Linked DNA regions of Mus musculus: all the other regions are linked to region 1. The links are chromatin contacts, called in public Hi-C maps. All regions are on one chromosome and are shown on one strand. The core of a region is the stretch at or near the end of the contact, and the rest is flanking DNA. Distances in the headings are between cores, read along the strand shown. Region 1 overlaps D5Ertd579e (DNA segment, Chr 5, ERATO Doi 579, expressed). Region 2 has its middle 3.3 kb from the start of Gm33114. Region 3 overlaps D5Ertd579e (DNA segment, Chr 5, ERATO Doi 579, expressed).

Region 1 (4,360 bases), core at 994-3,493:
GCAGGGCAGCCTAGGAAGTCTGTAGCATGGCTGTGCCCCTGTGGGCACCCAGACCTAGAGATAGGTATCTACAGGGTACCTACAGGGACCTACAAAGTTTTCTTTTACTCTTGTTCAAACACTGACTGGTTGTTTATTGTTGTTGTGTATACACATTGTGTTTATGTGTTACTGTGTACATACATAAGTGTGTGAGTGCAGTACATGGCAGGCATGCATTCAGAAGTCAGAGGCTAACTTTGTAGGTCATTCTGTCTCCATCTTTCCGTGGATCTCGGGGATCAAGCTCCATTCAGTGAGCACCTTTCCCATTGAGCCATCCTGCTGACTTCTGTGTACAATGGACTCTATTCACATTAACATGGAGACTTTTTCCCCTCCCAGAATAAAACACAACGAAGAAGACTTGTCTATCAGGGAGGGACAGGACCTGCTTGCTCTCCCAGCTCTGGGAGGCTGACTGTCCTCAGGCAAGGACCGGGCTCTCTCTTGTTCTTCTCAGTTCAGAAGAGGCTGCTTATTCACTTTAAAAGATTGCTATGATAAATAAAAACAACAAACATTTTTTGAAATTTTTATTTGGTGTTAACTCCACAAGAAAACAAAACAAAACAAAAAAAAAATCAGTTACTCTGGTGTACGTGAAATCAGAACAATACAACCACGGGGGGAAAATCAGCCCAGGAACGGAGCTGATACTTCAGTGCTACGGATGTGCAACGCGCTTCATACCACAGTGCGCTTCAGCGTTTGCCAACTTTTTTTAATGCTTTTTTTGTGATCATCCATTCAAGAAACTAAAACCACACTTTAATTCTGTACCAAAGCCTCTGAGCTTCAGCCACTTACTACAAAAGAAACCAAATACAGAATCTAGTCATCCCTTTGCCTTTGATGACCCACCGTATCCCCTGTGGGGGGCCTCTCCCCACAACCACAGCTGAGGAGGGAGGCTTCTTTGCCACCTGGAGCCTTTTCCTGATAAACATTGGCTGTCCAGGTCACCCAAGCTCATGGCTGAGTATGAAATCCATTTGGTCATAGCAACAATTTCTAGGGTAATCTTGATGGCATTGATTTTAGGAATTTACAACTTCCAATCCTTTTTGCCTTTGATGATAGGTTATATTTCAGTGCAGATGTTAATCAGATTTTAGGAAGCTCCAGAAGAAAAAAATACATAAAATGTATCTGATACCTGTAAATAAATAAGAGCAACATGAACCCTTCTACATGCACACACGCACACGCACCACTGTCAGTGTCAGGATGTGCTGTATGAAACAGACCCTAAGATGGCAAGAGGCCCCAGCCAGCAAGCCAGAACGACAGTGCCTGCACAGGCTCCACGGTGTTTCCTGTGTTCCTGAGAAACAGGCAACAAACTCAAGTACTACCAGCAAGGCCCGAGGGGCAGCTCCACTCCCAGCTAAGAAGCCACACGCATGCCCAGTGCCGTCCCACTTGCTGGTGAGGCCAGTTCAACTACTTAAGACCTCTCCGCTACTCCTGATGTTCTGGACATGCTGAGCTCATGTCACAGACAAGGTGTTTTTAAAAACAACAAGTTAGTTAAAAGAGAAAAATCATTTTGGATGTTTAGGTTTTACACAATTGGCCCTACTAGCACCTGTGGCAGTGCTGCGAGAGAGATCCGAGGTGATCAGCACGCTTAGATGCAACTGTGTGAGGCCTGCTGCCTGCCTGCTGCACCAAGTCCCACGAGTCGATAATCAGAACAGCAATCACACAGGGAAGTGTGTGGGAAGTTCCTCTACCAACCCCAGCCCACAAGCAGAACTTGCCCAGAGCATTCTCTCAAACACAAAATGAGATACAAGCTACACTACATCACAGCCACGAGAGCAGCTAGCTGCAGCAGCCAAAGATTTCTTTGGGGTAAGAGGTGGCCTCACTGCATGTCCAATGTTTTGAAGTTCACTTGGAGAATTAAGTTCAGTGTCGTCACCAGATAACAATTTACAAGTAAGGTCCTCAACTATGCACTGGAGAGGCAGCTCAGAGAACCCCACTATGCCTGCTATGGACACACTGCAGTAGCAGAACTCACCCATCTAACCCAGGCCTCAAATCCTTGGCTTCTTCAGCTAGCAAGAAAGTCACAAGCCACAGTAACTTCCATGGTACTTTAGGGGAATCCTAAGAGAAAGCACAGTATTCTGTAAGTCTCTAAAGCACACCCTTGTGTTCCTACAGCAATGTCCATGAGATCTTCTGAATGAGCCTGCAGATGAGTCACCATGCTTCCCTCCTCCTTCAGCAAGGCCCTGACCCACTGCAGGGGAGGACTGATCTCCTGGCTCAGAGAACAGAGCTAGAGTCTCTGGACGGTGGCGGTTGTCGCCACGGTGCTGACAAGGTGATGGCGACACAGCCGCCAGAGGGAGGCCTGCAGCTGCGATGCAGAAGCGGGACGCACTAGGACAAGCACATGCACACCCATTCCTCATGGACAGCACAGTCTAGTCTACTTCAGAGAGCAAGAACTTAACAGCTTGGAAACAAATCTTCAACAGGACAGCCGTCCTCAACGCTAAAATAAGCAAGAAGAGAAAGGTAATCACTGATGTGGATCAGTTAATTGAAGAAGAAACCTAAGTTGCTGCTTTAGACTAACAGGCCTCACACAAGGCAATTGCCCATCACAGCCATTTTCAATGACTGGTACTACTCTGCAGGGTCAGAGATGTGTTCGGGAGAAGAGCTCCTCTCTGCTGGGGCCCACCCACTCTCCGCCGGCTTCGGAGCCTGTGTCGCCCGTGTCAGAGCTGGCACTGGAACACATCTTCCTGTGGAGGCCATTTGGTTTTGTCTCAGAACCTCTCTCTCCTGTGCATCTTGCTTCATAAACAGAAGACACCTACAATTCAAGAAACAATTTTCAATACACCAAAAATCAGACAATCCCCCCAAAGGCTGATCCTATTCATAGACAGATGAAGTAGCAATCACTGATATCTCCTATAGAAATCTATAAAAACGTGAAGTCGCACTGTTTCAGAGGCATCTCTTCTTTGCCCTTGAAGGGTCCAATCCTAATTCTGCACATCTAGCCACAAGAATCTATGTGCCACACTAGGGTAGGACAATGGGACTCCTTAACTCTCAGCAAGTCTTTGAATACCTGGTTCAGGGTAGCCCATGAAGCGTTGCCCAGGCTCCCCTAAGTAAACAGACATGGTAATGCACAGGGGCTCACAGTTCCAGCAGACAAACAAACCAAAGGACAAAGCTTCATACTATAGACATGAGGATACTGGTTAAGGGGCACTCTGAACAGGGGCAGAGCGCTCCAGAAGGTGGCACTCCTGAGCAACGGCTGGTGCTCTGCACAGCAGTGCCAGGATCATCAAGTGTGGTATAGAGCATCTTCTTGTGTTTATAGGAAGGCTGGCATCTGGAGCCCCAAAATACTCGACGGCAATGGTAGCCCTTTCATCAGTTACAGCAACTAACACTATTTCCCAGTGCATCACAATATCCACCATTAGCATCACCCCATCACAGTCCCTGTTTCTGAGCTCAAGGTGGACACACAGAAAAGCTATGTGAGAGCAAAGCACACAAGGCTTCCGGGCATGGAGGGAACCTTCCAAGTGCACAGCCATGGGAGCACGGATCCCACAGCCAGACTGTTGGGGTACGCAGCCCTATGCTCCATCTCCACATACCTCCATTTTGTACTCTGCAAATAGATGAGTGTGCCAAGAATGAGTGTGCACAGGGGTGTTTTTAGGTCACTGTCTTGCAGAATGGCACTAATTGTCAAGGACAAGCAGACGCAAGGACAAGAAAAGCTGTGGCTGCTGTTGAGGAGTAGCAGTGGAAAAGATGGTGTGGAATAAAGAAATGGATGGAAAGTGGAGGTGAGATACAATAACAGGCTGGCAGACACTGGGCAGAGGTGAGAGGAAGAGACAGGTAAAGAGAGACCCTGAGGGAGGAAGGCTATGGGGAGGCCTTACATGTGGGCTTGGACATGTTAACACAAACTGGTAAGTCAGTGGGATTAGCACTATATGGTGCTTTGGAAAATTCTTACAGAGCTTGAGCTAACATTGATAACTCTGAGAAGAAAACAGGTTTCCTTCAATTCACTGGTCTTAACTTGCCTAACAGTGGAAGGCTTGAGTCTGAGCTAAAAGTAGGTCAAGGTCTTGAATGCCTTCATGGTACTCACAGGCATGTTGGGGAGACATAAGTGTCTGGGATGGTGCGATTCCACCCAGAGAGTACACAAGAGCACAGAAAGGGCACAGGGTCTGTCCCACACAGGTTGGAAAAGTATACTGGAAGGAAAATGCTGCCCAGGACTGAACAAGAAACAACAGCTTAGTAC
Region 2 (4,360 bases), core at 737-3,236, 120 kb after region 1:
CTGGGAGCTGGAGCACCGTGATGAACACGCTGACAGATTGAAGCCTGCCTTTGTGACAAGTCTTTTTATACATTGAAATTTAGCTGGCCATGGAAGTACACATGTGTAATCCCAGTACTCAAGAGGTAGAGGCAGGATTCATCCCATAATCAGCCACCAAAACCAGACACTATTGCATATGCCAGAAAGATTTTGCTGAAGGGACCCTGTTATAGCTGTCTCATATGAGGCTATGCCAGTGCCTGGCAAATACAGAAGTGGATGCTCACAGTCACCTATAAGATGGAACACAGGGCCCCCAATGGAGAAGCTAGAGAAAGCACCCAAGGAGCTGAAGGGGTCTGCAACCCTATAAGTGGAACAACAATATGAACTAACCAGTACCCCCAGAGCTCGAATCTCTAGCTGCATATGTAGCAGAAGATGGCCTAGTTGGCCATCACTGGGAAGAGAAGCCTCTTGGTATTACGAACTTTATATGCCCCAGTACAGGGGAATGCCAGAGCCAAGAAGCAGGAGTGGGTGGGTAGGAGAGTAGGGCAGAGGGAGGGTATAGGGAACTTTCGGGATAGCATTTGAAATGTATATAAAGAAAATATCGGGGCTGGAGAGATGGCTCAGCGGTTAAGTACACTGACTGATCTTCTGAAGGTCCTGAGTTCAAATCCCAGCAACCACATGGTGGCTCACAATCACCTGTAATGAGATCTGACGCCCTCTTTTGGTGTGTCTGAAGATAGCAACAGTATACTTAGATATAATAATAAATAAATCTTAAAAAAAGAAAATATCTAATAAAAAAGTAAATAAGTAAGTAAGTAAATAAATAAATAAATAGAAAGAGACACTCCGTAACATAACATAAAGCATAGTAGTTTAATAAATAAATTGTAAAAGGAGAGAGAGGGGGGTAGGAAGATCACTGTGAGTTCTATACTAGCCTGGGGTATGTATTGAAACTCATTTGCTATCATTGTTTAAATTGAGGTAAAATTCACACCACAGATATTTAGCTATTTAAAGTGTCAGTTCTGTGGCATTTATCCACCTACAGCAAGCACTGCATAACTGTCACCTCTGTGTAGTTCTATATGTCCTGCTCTCCAAGACCTCACCCCCCTTCCTTCCTTCCTTCCTTCCTTCCTTCCTTCCTTCCTTCCTTCCTTCCTTCCTTCCTTCCTTCCTTCCTCCTCCTCCTCCTCCTCCTCCTTCTTCTTCTTCCTCTCTCTCTCTCTCTCTCTCTCTCTCTCTCTCTCTCTCTCTCTCTCTCTTTCTCTGTTTATTTATACTTTTCAAGTGCTGGGGACGAGACCCAGGGCCTCACACATGCCCGGCAAGCACTCCGTAACTAAGCCCGTACCCTAACTACAACTCCATCTCTACCACTGGCCACTCCCCATCTTCCTGTCTGTTGTATCCCTGGCAACTGCTGGGTTCCAGTGGGAGTCACGCAGTGCACTGTTCGGCTTCGGGTGACTGGCTTTTCTCACTGAACCTGTTTGGAAGGCCAACAGGCTTTGTAGCAGGTGCCTGCACTCTGCTTCCTTCCATGGCTGCCCGAGGTCCCACTCGGTGGGTCTTCTCTGCCTTTTCATTCACTCCTGCTATGGGAACAGTACGCTGACCCGTGGCCTCTCTCAGTGGCTTCTGGTAGAGTAAAAGTTCCCCAGACCAGCCACCCGATGCTTACACACATAAAGTCCTTGTCGAACGCGTGGTTCTCATCCTTGTTTCCAATGAGTGTCAACTGCACACTATAGCACTTATTGAGCACTTACTGCATACTGTCCTGAATGTTTTGTTTTCACTCAATGGTGGTGTTTTCTGTCCATCCTCAGTCCCTCCAGTAGCTGGCGTGGGCCTCACGTGATCAGTTTCAGAGGCCGGAAAAAGGTCAGCTAAGGAATTATCTATAGAGGAGAACTTAAAGTCGGGCCAGCTCCAGTTCACGTCTCACATGCCCCTGGTGTACGCCCTTGACTGGACGAATGCAGACTTCACCCTGGGCGGTAACCCAGAGGACTTTCATTTTCCTTTTCCCCAGGGCTCGATCTCTGCTTCATTTTCAGTCATTGATTTGTTTTCACAGTGACCAATCAGAAACAGAAAGCATAACAGTCAGGAGGGGAATGAAAGTGCTGAAGGTGAATTTCAGAAAAGCTGGACTTTAACCAGCTCATGTGGCAGACCCACCCAGTGGGCTGCACCAGCAGGGTGGCAGGGCACCTTTGCCTTGCAGGAAGACTACAATATAATTGGGGTATAGTTTTAGCTTTTGCATGTTTATCCTTCTTTGGTGGTTCTTTTTTGTTTTGGGGTTTTGGGTTTTTTTGTTTGGTAGGTTGGTTTTGGTTTTGGGTTTTTGGACTGTTTGTTCATTTGTTTGGTTTGTTTTGGTTGTTTGCTTTTTTTGTTTTGTGTGTGTGTGTGTGTGTGTGTGTGTGTGTGTGTGTGTGTGTTGTTTGTTTGTTTGTTTGTTTGTTTGTTTGTTTTTGAGACAAGGTTTCACTGTGTAGCCCTAACTGGCCTGCATGCAGACCAGGCTGGCCTCAAATTTGCTGCAATCCCCCTGCCTCTGCCCCTCAAGCACTAGGATTCTAGGCATCTCACATCATAACTCACTTCTTCGTTGCTCCTCAGATGAACAAGAGCCTTTTATATATTCACACAGGAAGTCCAACTTCCTCCCTCATGCCCTCTGCCTTGGATCCAGCTGGCAGGTGAACCTGAACCCCATGCCAGCCAAGAGCTCAGGAACTCACACTAAAACTACCTGCTATGCAATAGCCTTTCCCCTTAGGACCTCCCAGCACAGCCCTGTATCACCCCCACTCCACTCCAGCACCCCTCAGAGCCATGAAGAGAAAGTAGAACATACCCGATCTAGAGTCAGCACAGAGTCCACAGAGAGCCTGGGCCCCAAGTTCTCCTGGTGCCATTTACCTGCTCCCCCAACTATTTGCTTATGCTCTGCCTTCTACCCAGAGCTCTGTCACCCTCAAGTCTCCATCATCCTTCAGGTACAACCAGCAGTGCCCAGGGGAGTGGTCCCAGGAGCCAGCAGCAGCCCAGGAGTGTGCAGGCCCTGGCTGCCCTGTGATGGGTGTTTCTATGCCCTTGTCTGGGTGGTCCTCACCAGCTCCCTGTGAGGCAGGAATTGCCTTCCCTCTTCTTGCCTGCTTCCCTCAGGTATAAAGGGCCTCACGTATAGCATTAGAAAACACCCAGGGGACACTCACTGCTGCTATCCCTGTACTAGGAGGAGATTTCTGAGATGAGAGCTGAAGCGACTCATCTGAGGAAGTGCAGCCAGTGGGCGGTTTGGCCTGAGCTCTTTCCCCATGTAGCCCTCCGTGTTCTGGTTCTGGTTTCCAATGGGAATGAATCTTCAAGGACATGCAGAGAGCTCCTTGCGAAGGAGCCATCTGTGCACGGTGGGAGAGTTGACTCTCACACCAGATGGCCAGTGCTCTAACCTGGGTCTGCCGTGTATTCTCTGTGCCATCTTGGACAAGTTTCCTGACCCCTCTGCACCCATTTCCTCCTTCCTGGCATAACTCCCGAGAGGAGAAGATAAGTCATACCCCTCCACAGCCCACCTGATAGATACCTGCTGCTAAAATAAAATCAGAGCTTCTTGGGCCTCTCTGCTGAGCAGCTGGGGAGAGCCAGCTGCCAAAAGCCCATCTTGGGACAGGCTGTAACTTCCAGAGTGGCAGGTGCCAGTTGGTTATCCTCATTTTAGGGGTGGCTTTGGGACACCCTGATTGGACCAATTCCTTCGATCTTGCAAGCATCTTGAGTCACAGAGTCCTGTGCTACCATCTGCCTTTACTGAAAGTGACCCCATGGTTCTCAGATTCCCTGGGGGAAGCGTAAAGCAATGTCTACCCCCTCCTCCAAGGTTCCAGCAACAAACGAAGGCATGGTGCTGCCAAAGTTCACTCTAGGGAACCGATGACTGGATCAGGCTTCCTGACAGAGCCTTCTTGGGGTTACTTACAGGGGTGTGGGCACCCCTCCCTCAACCTGCTGCACCTGAAATGTGTTATTCAACTAACATGACAGATTCCACATGGCTGTGTAGATGGGGCCTTTGTTCTAGTCATCCCTGGCCTCTATATACACGCTCCCACCCGAGGCTACCTGCCATGTGACAGGAAACAGCAGATGCTCAGGGGAGACCCTCAGCCTTATTCTGTCCCTCTATGCAGGAGTGTACATATCAATATAGACCAGCTGGGATGGCCTTTTGTGGTATGTAGGGGTGCAGCTGAGCTCCCCCTGAACGGCCATTGCTTGCCTTAGAGGGCAGTCACTCATGACACTCCCTTACAGGGCAAAGGTCAGGACTCCTGCA
Region 3 (4,360 bases), core at 683-3,182, 74 kb after region 1:
ACACACCTTTAATCCAAACACAAGTGGGGCAGAAGCAGGCAGATCTCCGAGTTCAAAGCCAGCCTGATCTTTTCAGGACAGTCAGGGCTACACAGAGAATCTCTGTTTCGAAAAATAAAACAAACAAAAATATTTAGACCCACGGGTCATTATTTTTATTTAGACCCATGGGTCATTATTTTGTATGGCTAAAAGCTGAGGATGGTAATCAGGGAGTTCCTAAGGCTGTATGGAAGATTTGTCTTACACAGCCACAGGCTACAGTGTCAGAGCCGCAGTGGCCTCTCCTAGCTGATTCAGTGACGCTCTTCCTTTAAACGCTTTTCATTATGTCCAATAATGGGTTTATTGAGTAAAAAACTGTTCTTTATCTTTTGGGTTTGGGTTGTTTTTTGTTTGTTTTGTTTTGCTTAATGCAGAGTCTAGCTATGTAGCCCACTAGGAAATGCAAACAGGGAAAGCAACACTGATCAGGCCAGTGTGCTCGTGGAATTCAGCCACTACATATAACTCAGAGCAGCATCATGAGTGAAAGGAAGACCCTCTCTACAAATGCCTGAGTTCTCTAGGTGTCAGTAAAATTTATACACATTAAATATATAGAAGACAATTCTAAATCCATTGTATAACTAGAATAAAATGTTTTACTATTTTGCTACTTAAAAAAATCCTCACTAATATACTGCCTTTATTAAACTTTGAAAGGTAGTTAAATTAAAGCAAAAATTTTCTACTTTTCACCAGGTGATATTTCCCAGCTGTCTCTCAAAATTAAAACATTTTCCATAAATGATTTAATAAATGTTTGGTTCTCAGGAAGATATTAGACAGACCGATTAACAATAGCCACTTGAATCAAGCTGACAAGTTACTTAGTGAAAACCAGCCAGACTGAGGAGCCTTGGAACAGGTGAAGAGGGAGCGAGAGAATTCAGGCAGCTTGAACTCACAGGAGACCTAGAGAAAGGCAGGCACCACCATCAGAGACTTGCAGTGAGCTCTCCTGGGGAGTACAGCAGAGGACCGACAAGTTTGAGCATGAACAGAACTAAGGCACAGTGTTGGGAGCACAAAGGTCCTTGTGCTCACAGATAAGCACTAAAGAAACCAGGAATGTTAAACACTCAGGGCTGTTTTGTGAAAGGAAAAAAAATGTATAACCTGTTTTCTGCCCAAAAGACAAGAAATGGTGGGGGGGTGTCTAACTGCCTAGAGTCAATGGTTCTCACCCTTCCAATGTTGTGACTCTTTAATACAGTTCCTCGTGGTGTAGTAACCCCAACCATAAAGTTATTTTTCTTGCTACTTCACAATTTCAATTTTGCTACTGTTATGAATCATAATGTAAATGTCTGATATGTAGGATACTGTAAGCTACAGGTTGAGAAACACTGGCCTTGGCAAACCCCTGTGCTATCTGTAGGGCCAGGATTTGCCTGGCTCACCTAAGCTCCCACAAACAGGACCAGAGGTGGTTGATGGTCTAAATAACCTGTATGCTGTCTGTATGACCTAGACCACACCAGATCCTCCCCGGACCCCTTAAGATAACACAGGTAGGCTATATCTAGAACCCATCTTCATAGAAGAAATATACTTTGAAAAAACTTTCAATGTAATTATGCCTCTTTGTGCATAGGGGATGTATTACACTATAAAACTTTTTTCCAAATTGTACTGTACTTAAATATGTCTAATATAAACTGTCTAGTATTAAACTGTCTAAGTTTGAATCAACACCAGCTAATGAGTCATGCTGAGTCAGATTCCCTTCTTGCCTCATGCAGATCGTTACTCTGCAGGGTCTGGTGGTCACAGAGACCCCCACAGCAAGGATGAATCCCTGGGAAAGATGAATCAGTACCTGATCCCCAACAGCAGCAAGCTGCACCTGCAGCCAAGCCAGGAACCTCACAACTCTAGAAGTCTGGTTTTTGTATTTGGCAAGAATTAGCTATTGTGTAAATACTGGTTTGGTCCAGCCTAACAAATCTTCTGCTGGTTCTTTTTTTGGTGGTGGTGCTAATGTCTTGAAACAGCATCTCATGTAGATCATAAAGGCCTGGCCTTGAATCTCCAGCCTCCATCTCTCTAACCTGATCTCAGTAACCATGTCTGTCCCCAAACAAATCTTACAAGACTCCAAAGAACCAAACTGTTTTCAGTTAACTTTACTGTGGTTTCAGAACAAAACTCAAAGATATTTATAGGAATTCAAAAACACCAGGACCTGGGAAATTAGAATTTACAGTGTCTGACAACTATTCAAAATAGGAGACAAGAATGAGAAAAATAAATTCACTTAAATATACTAAAAGCTGATATCTGTACTTTAATTATCACTTTTTCAAAACTGATAGAAACTAAATGAGCAAGATAGTCAAAGACTCCAAGCACATGAATGAAGAAAATGGCACAGCACAGAAAACCTCAAGCCTCTAACCAACATAAAAATTCTAAAGCGGGGCTGGAGAGATGGCTCAGTGGGTAAGAGCACCCGACTGCTCTTCTGAAGGTCCGGAGTTCAAATCCCAGCAACCACATGGTGGCTCACAACCATCTGTAACAAGATCTGATGCCCTCTTCTGGAGTGTCTGAAGACAGCTACAGTGTACTTACATATAATAAATAAATAAATCTTTTAAAAAAAAATTCTAAAGCAGCCAGGGTGAGGCAGAGACATTAAGTATAGTAGCAAAGGTAAGGATAGCATCCAGCTCTTGTTGAAATCAGTGTAAGTGAGCAGATGATCAGGTAAGATTTGAAACACCAAGGACCTTGTCAACCTAGTACTCCATACTTATAAAACTGTCTTTCAAAGCCAAGATGAAATAGATTTCTCAGACACATGAAAATTGAACTATTCCCAACAAACCTGCCCTATAGGAAATATGAAGTCTTTTAGACAGAAGAAAAGGCATTGCACCATAGAGGACTGGAGAGATGACTCAGTGGTTAAGAGCACTGACTGCTCTTCCAGAGGTCCTGAGCTCAATTCCCAGCAACCACATGATGGCTCACAACCATCTGTAATAGCATCCAATGCCCTCTTTTGGGGTGTCTGAAGATAGCTACAGTGTACTCATAAAGTAATTAAATAATTCTTAAAAAAAAAAAAGTATTCCAGCACAAAATGTGGATCCCCTTAAGGAAATAAAGATAGCTAGAGATGCAGTTACAGTTACATCTGCTTCATTAGCTATCTTTGTTTAATTCCTCTGCATAGCCCAGGCTATCCTGAAACTCACTTTGTAGACCAGGCTGGCTTCCAACTCAGATATCCACCTACCTCTGTCTCCCCAGTACTAGGACTAAAAGTGTGCACCACCACTTCATTAATTACCTTTAGAGGCCAGTGAGATGGCTTAGTGGGTAAAGGCACTTGTCACATAAGCCTGGAAACCTCAACCCCATCCCTGAACCCACATGGAAACTCCTGCAAGCTGTTTCTGACCTCCACATGCACGCTGTGGCACACAGGCACATGCACACATGCATGCATGCACACAAACAAATGTGCAATAATTTTTTTCAAAATTGTTTTCTAAAAAATTAAATAGCTTCTAAAATAACTAAATAAGATCAAAGAGCCAAGTTTAGGGGTATATATCTGTAACCTCTATATTCCCCAAGTTGTAGAGGGATGTCAAGTTCTAGGCCAACTCGCTGTTATGTGAGTAAGACCTTATCCTAAAACACCACCACCACATTATATATATAAGTGCGTATATGTATACGTGTATATATGTATGTATGTATGTATGTATGTATGTATGTATGTATGCACGCACACACATATATGGAGAGGGAGGGAGAGGGAGAAGGAAAGAAAGAAAGAGAGAGAGAAAGATAGTTCCCCCTCAAATTCCATGTCCAGTAGACACTCTCCCTTGTCACTTAACATTCAGGGATCATAAAACCTACTTAGTTAAAATAGGAAGGTTATTTCCCTTACTTGAAATGCAGTGAACTTCAGTCTTATCAACACATGAACATTTATTTCACAAAGTGGTGTGCATTCATATGGACAGTAGGTAGGGTATGTATGCATGAGTGTGGAGGCCAGGAGAACCTGGGTGCTGTTACGCCGCACATGGTATCCACCTTTTTAAAAAATTCTTGTATCTCACTGGCCTGGCTCACTAACCTAGACTGGCTGATAATAAGAACCAGGGATTCACCACCCTCTTCTCCCAAGCACCGAGATTAAAAGGGTATACTACCACACCCTTTTTATTTTTTCTTTAGATTTATGTCTTGCATATATGTCTCTAAACCACATGCAGGTCTAGGGTCTATGGAGATAAGAAGAGGATGTTGACTCTCCTAGAACTGGAGTTACAGAGGTTGTGAGCACCCA

Evidence for each region. A called contact is a pair of places that touch in the nucleus more often than the background predicts.
Region 2: a contact with region 1 is called in a Hi-C map of bone marrow-derived macrophages, with 42 read pairs. The contact joins two enhancer-like sites. A contact is called at or near these places in 15 of 39 promoter capture datasets (the C10 cell line, the HPC-7 cell line, cranial neural crest and 10 more), 5 of 15 datasets of contacts at CTCF or cohesin (CD8 T cells, the NIH/3T3 cell line, large pre-B cells and 1 more), 77 of 484 Hi-C or Micro-C datasets (the 4T1 cell line, the 63-12 cell line, B cells and 49 more), 27 of 115 datasets of contacts at active chromatin or transcription factors (CD8 T cells, the HPC-7 cell line, the NIH/3T3 cell line and 16 more) and 7 of 9 other capture datasets (adipose tissue, bone marrow-derived macrophages, embryonic stem cells and 4 more).
Region 3: a contact with region 1 is called in a Hi-C map of bone marrow-derived macrophages, with 35 read pairs. The contact joins two enhancer-like sites. A contact is called at or near these places in 17 of 39 promoter capture datasets (the 3T3-L1 cell line, 3T3-L1-derived adipocytes, the C10 cell line and 12 more), 4 of 15 datasets of contacts at CTCF or cohesin (CD8 T cells, the NIH/3T3 cell line, large pre-B cells and 1 more), 8 of 484 Hi-C or Micro-C datasets (the HPC-7 cell line, bone marrow-derived macrophages, female germline stem cells and 4 more), 1 of 115 datasets of contacts at active chromatin or transcription factors (the HPC-7 cell line) and 3 of 9 other capture datasets (adipose tissue, liver and pancreatic islet).

The regions. Positions count from the first base shown.
Region 1 is chr5:36,599,923-36,604,282 of GRCm38.p6, forward strand. It overlaps D5Ertd579e (DNA segment, Chr 5, ERATO Doi 579, expressed), which reads right to left. Exons shown (of 9, transcript NM_001081232.3): 9 at 563-2,881. The coding sequence ends at 2,702. Among named protein-coding and RNA genes, the nearest start is that of Tbc1d14, 20 kb to the left of the region's middle. Within about 2 kb of position 2,244, at least 20 of the 459 cell types and tissues checked have an H3K27ac peak or open chromatin away from gene starts, as enhancers often do. A contact at or near this core is called in bone marrow-derived macrophages and regulatory T cells, where this site is marked.
Region 2 is chr5:36,724,560-36,728,919 of GRCm38.p6, forward strand. No RefSeq gene overlaps it. Among named protein-coding and RNA genes, the nearest start is that of Gm33114, 3.3 kb to the right of the region's middle. Within about 2 kb of position 1,987, at least 96 of the 459 cell types and tissues checked have an H3K27ac peak or open chromatin away from gene starts, as enhancers often do. A contact at or near this core is called in bone marrow-derived macrophages and regulatory T cells, where this site is marked.
Region 3 is chr5:36,673,824-36,678,183 of GRCm38.p6, forward strand. All of the region lies in intron 1 of D5Ertd579e (DNA segment, Chr 5, ERATO Doi 579, expressed), which reads right to left. Among named protein-coding and RNA genes, the nearest start is that of Gm24878, 9.5 kb to the left of the region's middle. Within about 2 kb of position 1,933, at least 46 of the 459 cell types and tissues checked have an H3K27ac peak or open chromatin away from gene starts, as enhancers often do. A contact at or near this core is called in bone marrow-derived macrophages, where this site is marked.